Linked DNA regions of Mus musculus: region 1 is linked to region 2. Evidence: chromatin contacts called from public Hi-C data. All regions are on one chromosome and are shown on one strand. Each heading gives the region's core, a stretch centred on a gene start, on an enhancer-like site or on the middle of the called end of the contact. The rest is flanking DNA. Distances are from core to core; before and after follow the strand shown.

Region 1 (2,920 bases), core at 19-2,518, 77 kb before region 2:
AGACACTTCTGAGCGTGGCACAGTGACTGGAAGTTACCAGAACCAGTCTGACTAACTTGAAAGATGACAGGGTGGCTTGGTGTGCTGCTGAGTTTCTGCTTTTGTGATGTCTGCTGCCTGTGGCCAAGAATCACACGAGTTAGCTTTTGGGCTGAGTCACAACACTCTTATCTTGGGAACACGATATTCTCGAAATCCTTTTTATGATTTTCAATGAGAAAATATGGCAGAATTTTCAGGCTTTCTTGGCTGAATGGTCATTACTTCTGGTCAATGTTTATCCACTGCCTGCTTTAATGATCACTGACAAAACATAGTGCATCTACCAGAAGGAGGGAGACTACGAAAGGTACCTTTTTATGTTTCTGAATGACGTTTTGGTCACTGTGTTAATAGATAATGTTTTGGCGCTTGTAAGAGTATTTACAAAGCAGTGAGGACTCCTTAGGCACACTCTCCTCCTTCAGAAATCACCATCTCTAGGGAAATTTAGCAGCGTTGGGATATCCAGGTGTTCGCTTAATGAGGCAGGCTGAATGTTTTCCTATGTGTAGTGGAAACTGTGGTTTAACTAGAAGGTTCTCGATGTTGAGGATAGAAACTGATGGCTGTGCCTTCCACTGCCATCTAGAGCAAATCTGTGCTAATCCTATGTGATATACTTGCTTAAGGACCAGAGAAGGGAGGCTAGTGGAGTTACAGAAAAGGAGCCCTATCTTCAGGCTTATCCAAAGAGCCAGTTTTCTGAAAAAAGGCATGGTAGGAGACTTTCTCCTCCCTATTTTTCATATTAAAGCCCATCTCTTTTCCCCACCTTCCTTCTGTGAAGGGGCCTGAGGACACAGAGGACATTTCCTACAGGAGAACAAGAACTACATAGTGTTCCTGAAAGCAGCTGGGGATGCCACAAAGGGTCACCTTCACCTCTACTGCCTTCATACAGGTGATGGACTTAGAGCCTTTTCCCTGGAGCAAAGGCAATACACCTATGGGGTGGCTGTATATGATGAATAATCCACCCCTAGTTTCCTGAAACTGGAATAACAATGCTTTTCTGAAGTTTCCTCAACCCCCAAGACTTAAAGAGATCCTATGATTCAAATGTTTGCTGTGGAATCTGTCTCCATCATGCGTCTTTGAAAGGGCGCTCTTCGTAGAGGAAGTTCCATGAACATTCTGAACCTGAACGAGCAAGACTCCTCCTCAAGTGTGACTCACCAAACTCCTATAATTAGAAAGAACAGTCTGTGGGGAGAGAAACCACAACTTGTCCTGAAGGACACAGTGAGTCAGAGGAGCCAAAGAATGGCGTCTCAGGCCCCGGAGCCAGTATCCACTGTATGCGCTGGAGTGATTTCACTCTGCTTCCTGTGTTTGTTTCAAGGCTGCTGCTTATGTCCTGAGCCGACACCCAGCAAGGGAGCCATGTTTACCTGTGTGCACCAGGGTGCAGATGCGTTCACTCTCCTCCCTGCCCCGTACACTGTTGAGGCTTATTTCATATTCAGTAGCTGGATACAGCCTGGTGATGGCGAACTCTGTCACGGTGTTGGGCACTACGGAGCTGTCTAGCCGTCCCACTGAGGAAGAACAAAATCCATCACTAAACGTTCAACAGCTCTCTTATCAGTGGGTCCATGGCTCAGTGTACATTGGGACAGTGGGTCATGAGGCACAGATGGGTGTGGGCTCAGCATGCAATAGGGAAGGGAAGGCAGATACATGACTCATAAATGATAATGGTGGAGTTTAAATAGATCTTATACGCTGGCCTCACTCTTTCATCTTATGGGCTTTTTAGAACAAAAGTAAATGAGCTATTTATTATGTAGGTTTCTATCAGACCGGTCTTCTCTGAGGCGGGCATATCAGTATAGTGGAAGTGGAGTGGGCAGAGCCACCGCAAAAAGTGCCCTATGCAGCCCAGAGAAAGGTAGCCTGGAAAACTGTCCTACCTCTGGCTGGAAGTGAACATTCTCTCTACTTTGTTAACAATGCCTCATATACCAGCAAGAACTGGCAGTATGCAGGCAAGCTCTCGGCCAACTTCTCTGACTCATACATTGGCTACAATGGCAGAATTAGGATCACTGTGGTTCCCTTCAGGGCTCCATGTGGCTCTGCTGGGTCTTTATCCATATCCAGGATTCTAGTCTTAGACTTTATGCTCAGCATAGTATGTGTAGCACTGGCTCTTGGTAAAGCCATCTAGGCCTCACTTCATTGTTTTTCATTGCGCAGCCTAGCTAACGGTGTCCAGTTATTTCCCATGGTAAAGTGTTTGGCTCTCTTGATGATATTTTGAGAGCCTATTTTGAGAGAAGTTGGTGAACTCATGGTTTCTCTGTTGTTCTTCATCAATACACTCTCATTTTGAGGAAGTATGGTATGAGGGTGTATGCTGTGTAGTTGTGATCATGCACCCATAATAATCTCTAATCAACTTCAAGCCTTATTTATGTTTGAGAAACAAAATCATATCATTACCTTGGGTGGGTCGGTACGATACTCGGTAGTAATCAAAAGGCGCAACAGGAGAGCTCCAGGACACCGTCAGGGAGTCCTTAGTCACGTTGCTAATTGTGATGTTTTTGGGAGGATCAATTCCTACAAAGATCAGAGAGTTGTGGGGAAAAGACAGAAGCACAGTTTGAAAGTGGAATATCTATCTATTTCTAGATTTCTGTTGATCCACTAGTGTCCCTCAGGCAGGCATGACCCTACATAACTAACTGGGCATCCCTAACATGACAGTCTGTGTGATGTCACACTTATAACATTGTAGCTATGGCCAAAGTCAGGAAGCTAAATTGGCAAGATCTACACTTCTGTGCCACAGCTACTACCATCTAGACCAACCAGAAACTTCCTTTTAAGTTTGTGTGTTTTATTTCAAATAGAGGATCATATAATTATCTTC
Region 2 (2,912 bases), core at 334-2,833:
TTTCCTCATTTTGATGGCTGTGGTTTAGTGACCATGGTCTCTATGGCTCTTCAGAAACAGTTTAAGGGAGTCAGTTTTATTTTGGTCCGTGACTTTAAAGGCTCAGCTCCTGCTCCCGTGGTGGCTTCTTTTCTGAGTTTGTGATGGGGTGAAGTATCACTGAGGCAGAGGCACGTGGAGGAGGAGGCCATTTACCTCATGGTGAACAGGAAGTAGACAAAAGGGGTGGGACTGAGAGCCAGCCTTTCTGGAACTACTTCCTCACACTGGGATTTGCCTCCTGGAGTTTTTGGAACCTTTCAAATTAATGCTGTCACCTGGGAGCCAAGTATTAACATGTGAGTCTATGGGAAGCTACTTCACATTCAAATGGTAACAGAAAGAAACCTTTAGTCTCTTCTGTCTCTTTCTTTTTAACGCTACTTTATTTTTATGGATATGTACAGACCACAGAAATGTAATCTGCTGCTGCTGGCCTGGCATGCACCTTTTTTGTCTATGGATGTGTGTGCGTGTGCTGTGTGCATACTCCTATAGAGGTCAGAGGTCAGTCTTGGGTGTCACTCCTCAGGAACTATCTATATTATTATTATTATTATTATTATTATTATTATTATTATTATTATTATTATTATATATAAGGACCAGAGGATCGTATCGCCAATTCAGCTAGTCTGGCTGGCCAAGGAGCCCCAGGGATCCTCTTGTCAACCCTGAGTGCTGGGGTTAGAAGCCTATGCTCCCATGCCAGTTTGAGATTGAATTCGGGTCTTTACACTTGCACAGCAAGCAGTTCATTCCCTCTTTTGCTTGCAGCTCTTAATAAACAAGTCAAGCTTTTAGAAATGAGAAAACATTTTCTCAATTAAACAGCAAGTCAAAAAGCCTAAATTCTTTTGGCAATTGAAAGCATGAGACTTCAAGCCTGTTGCCCATGTTCAGAGTTTATTCTCCTCTCTCTCTCTCTCTCTCTCTCTCTCTCTCTCTCTCTCTCTCTCTCCCTCCCTCCCTCCCTCCCTCCCCCCCTTCCTCCTTCTCACCTCTCTTCCCCCTTCCTCTCTCTCCCCCTTCCTCCCTCCTTTGCTCTTGCTGTTCTCAATCCCCTCCCTTTTTCATTGTTTAGTCTGATTTTTTAACTTCCTACTTGTGGACAAAGAATGGTTTCTGAGGCAAGAAAGGCTTTTGTCTCTGCACAGTCAGGGAGGTGTGCAGAACTCAAGGGAAAATTCCTCAGTTAATAGCACCAAATTTTCGTCCTAACACATGTAATGTGGAGCCAATTATGCATCTATCGTGTAAGCTTGTTATGAGGATTTAATGAGAGAATCCTGGAGAAACACTTAACACACAGGCTGGGCAGTATGTGCTAAGGGCTCAGTACATGTTTCCCGTTGTAACAGGCATTTAGTATCCCTATTGCGCCCTGCGGCTTCTTTCCTGTCCACTGGGGGAGGGGGGGGCGGGGAGAGGGGAGGGGGGAAAGGAAACAAACCCCAGGATTCAGCCACACCCCTCTTGGCAAGCCACACCCTCCTCTTCAGCCACGCCCTTCCCCTAGCAGAGGTGGTTTAGAAACTACTATAGAGTACCAGTGACCACAGCTGTTCTGAAAGCAACAGAGGAAGCTGATGAGTCACATGTCCTCTGATGTAGGAAGCCGGTAAGATACTTCTACATTCAAGGTTCCTCATGTTTAGCTGGTGACCCCTGAATGTCCCCAGTGGACCTGTAGCACAAGATAGACCTGGAGCGGTTCCTATCCCTAAGGCAGGCAGAGGTGCATGGGAAAGAAACGCAGTGTGGCTCTAAGCTAATAGGCTTTCTTCTACATCTAGAAAAGACTGGCCCGTCACTGTATCCACTGTAGGCAGCCCAGGAAATGCTACAGCGGCTTGGAAACACATCAGACATTTCTGGAGTCAAGGAAGACGTGGCTCTGATACCTGAGGGTCAATTTTTATAAGTCCCTGACTTCTGACACGTTGATCAGCCTGCTGATGTCGCTACTTGCTGACGTATTTAAGTGACAGTTAATCATAGGAGGTTCTACAAAGGCTTTAAACCTTTGACTTCAACAGTAAGGACCCAGTGGAACTGTAGAAAACACTGGAAAGTGTTGCCTGCCTAAGCAGCCTGACCTTATTCCATTTGCAGACCTCCACTGAACCAGCCAGAGAAACCTTATCTGCTCAGGGAGCTTTGCTGTCCTTTTCCCTCTCACACAGATGCAAACAAGTGTTTACAAAGGAGCGCATACATGCACACATATGTACAAATACACATTCATACACATACATGTACACACAAATACACACAGGCGCACACACAGGTATCTCTACCCACAGCAATGTCTATAGGGCATGCCACACTTGGGGTATCTCATGGAAAGCTAATCCTACACAATCCCTTTGGGCATCAGCCTCTTCTTTTCCTTCTTTCCCTATCTCTTCTGCAAGTATCAGAGTCTTGAATATATTGGGTGGCTCTGTAGACCATTTAGGAGAAATTTACATTTTGTGCTGGATCAGCATTAAATGAGCCCTGAAAACTAGATACTCATGGCAGCCACACATCCCCTAAAATGACATTTGTGAAGATATAGGTGCATGGCGGAGCAAAACAACACGGCTGTAAGGAAATAGAGAGGCTTCCCTGATGTGCCAGAGAAAGCAGGGGCTCTCCCCTCTGCTACTTAGCACACTGGGTGCTCACTGAACTGGGTTTACTTTGTGAAGTCACAGGAGAGAATGGGGTTTTGTTACCTTGTATTTGAGACCTGCCTGCCTGCCAGGGTTTCTCTCCTCTTGGCTTCCTACTTTGTAGCCCCAGGAGCCTCATACTTTCTGCTTATACTTTTCAGCTTCAGCTGAAGCCTCACGGTACTCAGAGTTGCTTTCTGAGTAGCTGCTCAT

The links. Hi-C and Micro-C count contacts between places; a contact is called where the count stands out from the background.
Region 1: a Hi-C map of bone marrow-derived macrophages shows a contact between it and region 2, with 2.7 times the contacts expected there. The contact joins two enhancer-like sites. A contact is called at or near these places in 1 of 39 promoter capture datasets (hippocampal neurons), 1 of 15 datasets of contacts at CTCF or cohesin (the NIH/3T3 cell line), 5 of 484 Hi-C or Micro-C datasets (the HPC-5 cell line, Th2 cells, bone marrow-derived macrophages and 2 more) and 2 of 115 datasets of contacts at active chromatin or transcription factors (both in bone marrow-derived macrophages).

What each region holds. Positions count from the first base shown.
Region 1 is chr1:159,887,944-159,890,863 of GRCm38.p6, reverse strand. It overlaps Tnr (tenascin R), which reads right to left. Exons shown (of 23, transcript NM_022312.3): 13 at 2,488-2,607; 14 at 1,434-1,580. Among named protein-coding and RNA genes, the nearest start is that of Gm31348, 110 kb to the right of the region's middle. Within about 2 kb of position 1,268, at least 113 of the 459 cell types and tissues checked have an H3K27ac peak or open chromatin away from gene starts, as enhancers often do. A contact at or near this core is called in Th2 cells and bone marrow-derived macrophages, where this site is marked.
Region 2 is chr1:159,811,617-159,814,528 of GRCm38.p6, reverse strand. All of the region lies in intron 2 of Tnr (tenascin R), which reads right to left. Among named protein-coding and RNA genes, the nearest start is that of Gm31348, 29 kb to the right of the region's middle. Within about 2 kb of position 1,583, at least 104 of the 459 cell types and tissues checked have an H3K27ac peak or open chromatin away from gene starts, as enhancers often do. A contact at or near this core is called in Th2 cells and bone marrow-derived macrophages, where this site is marked.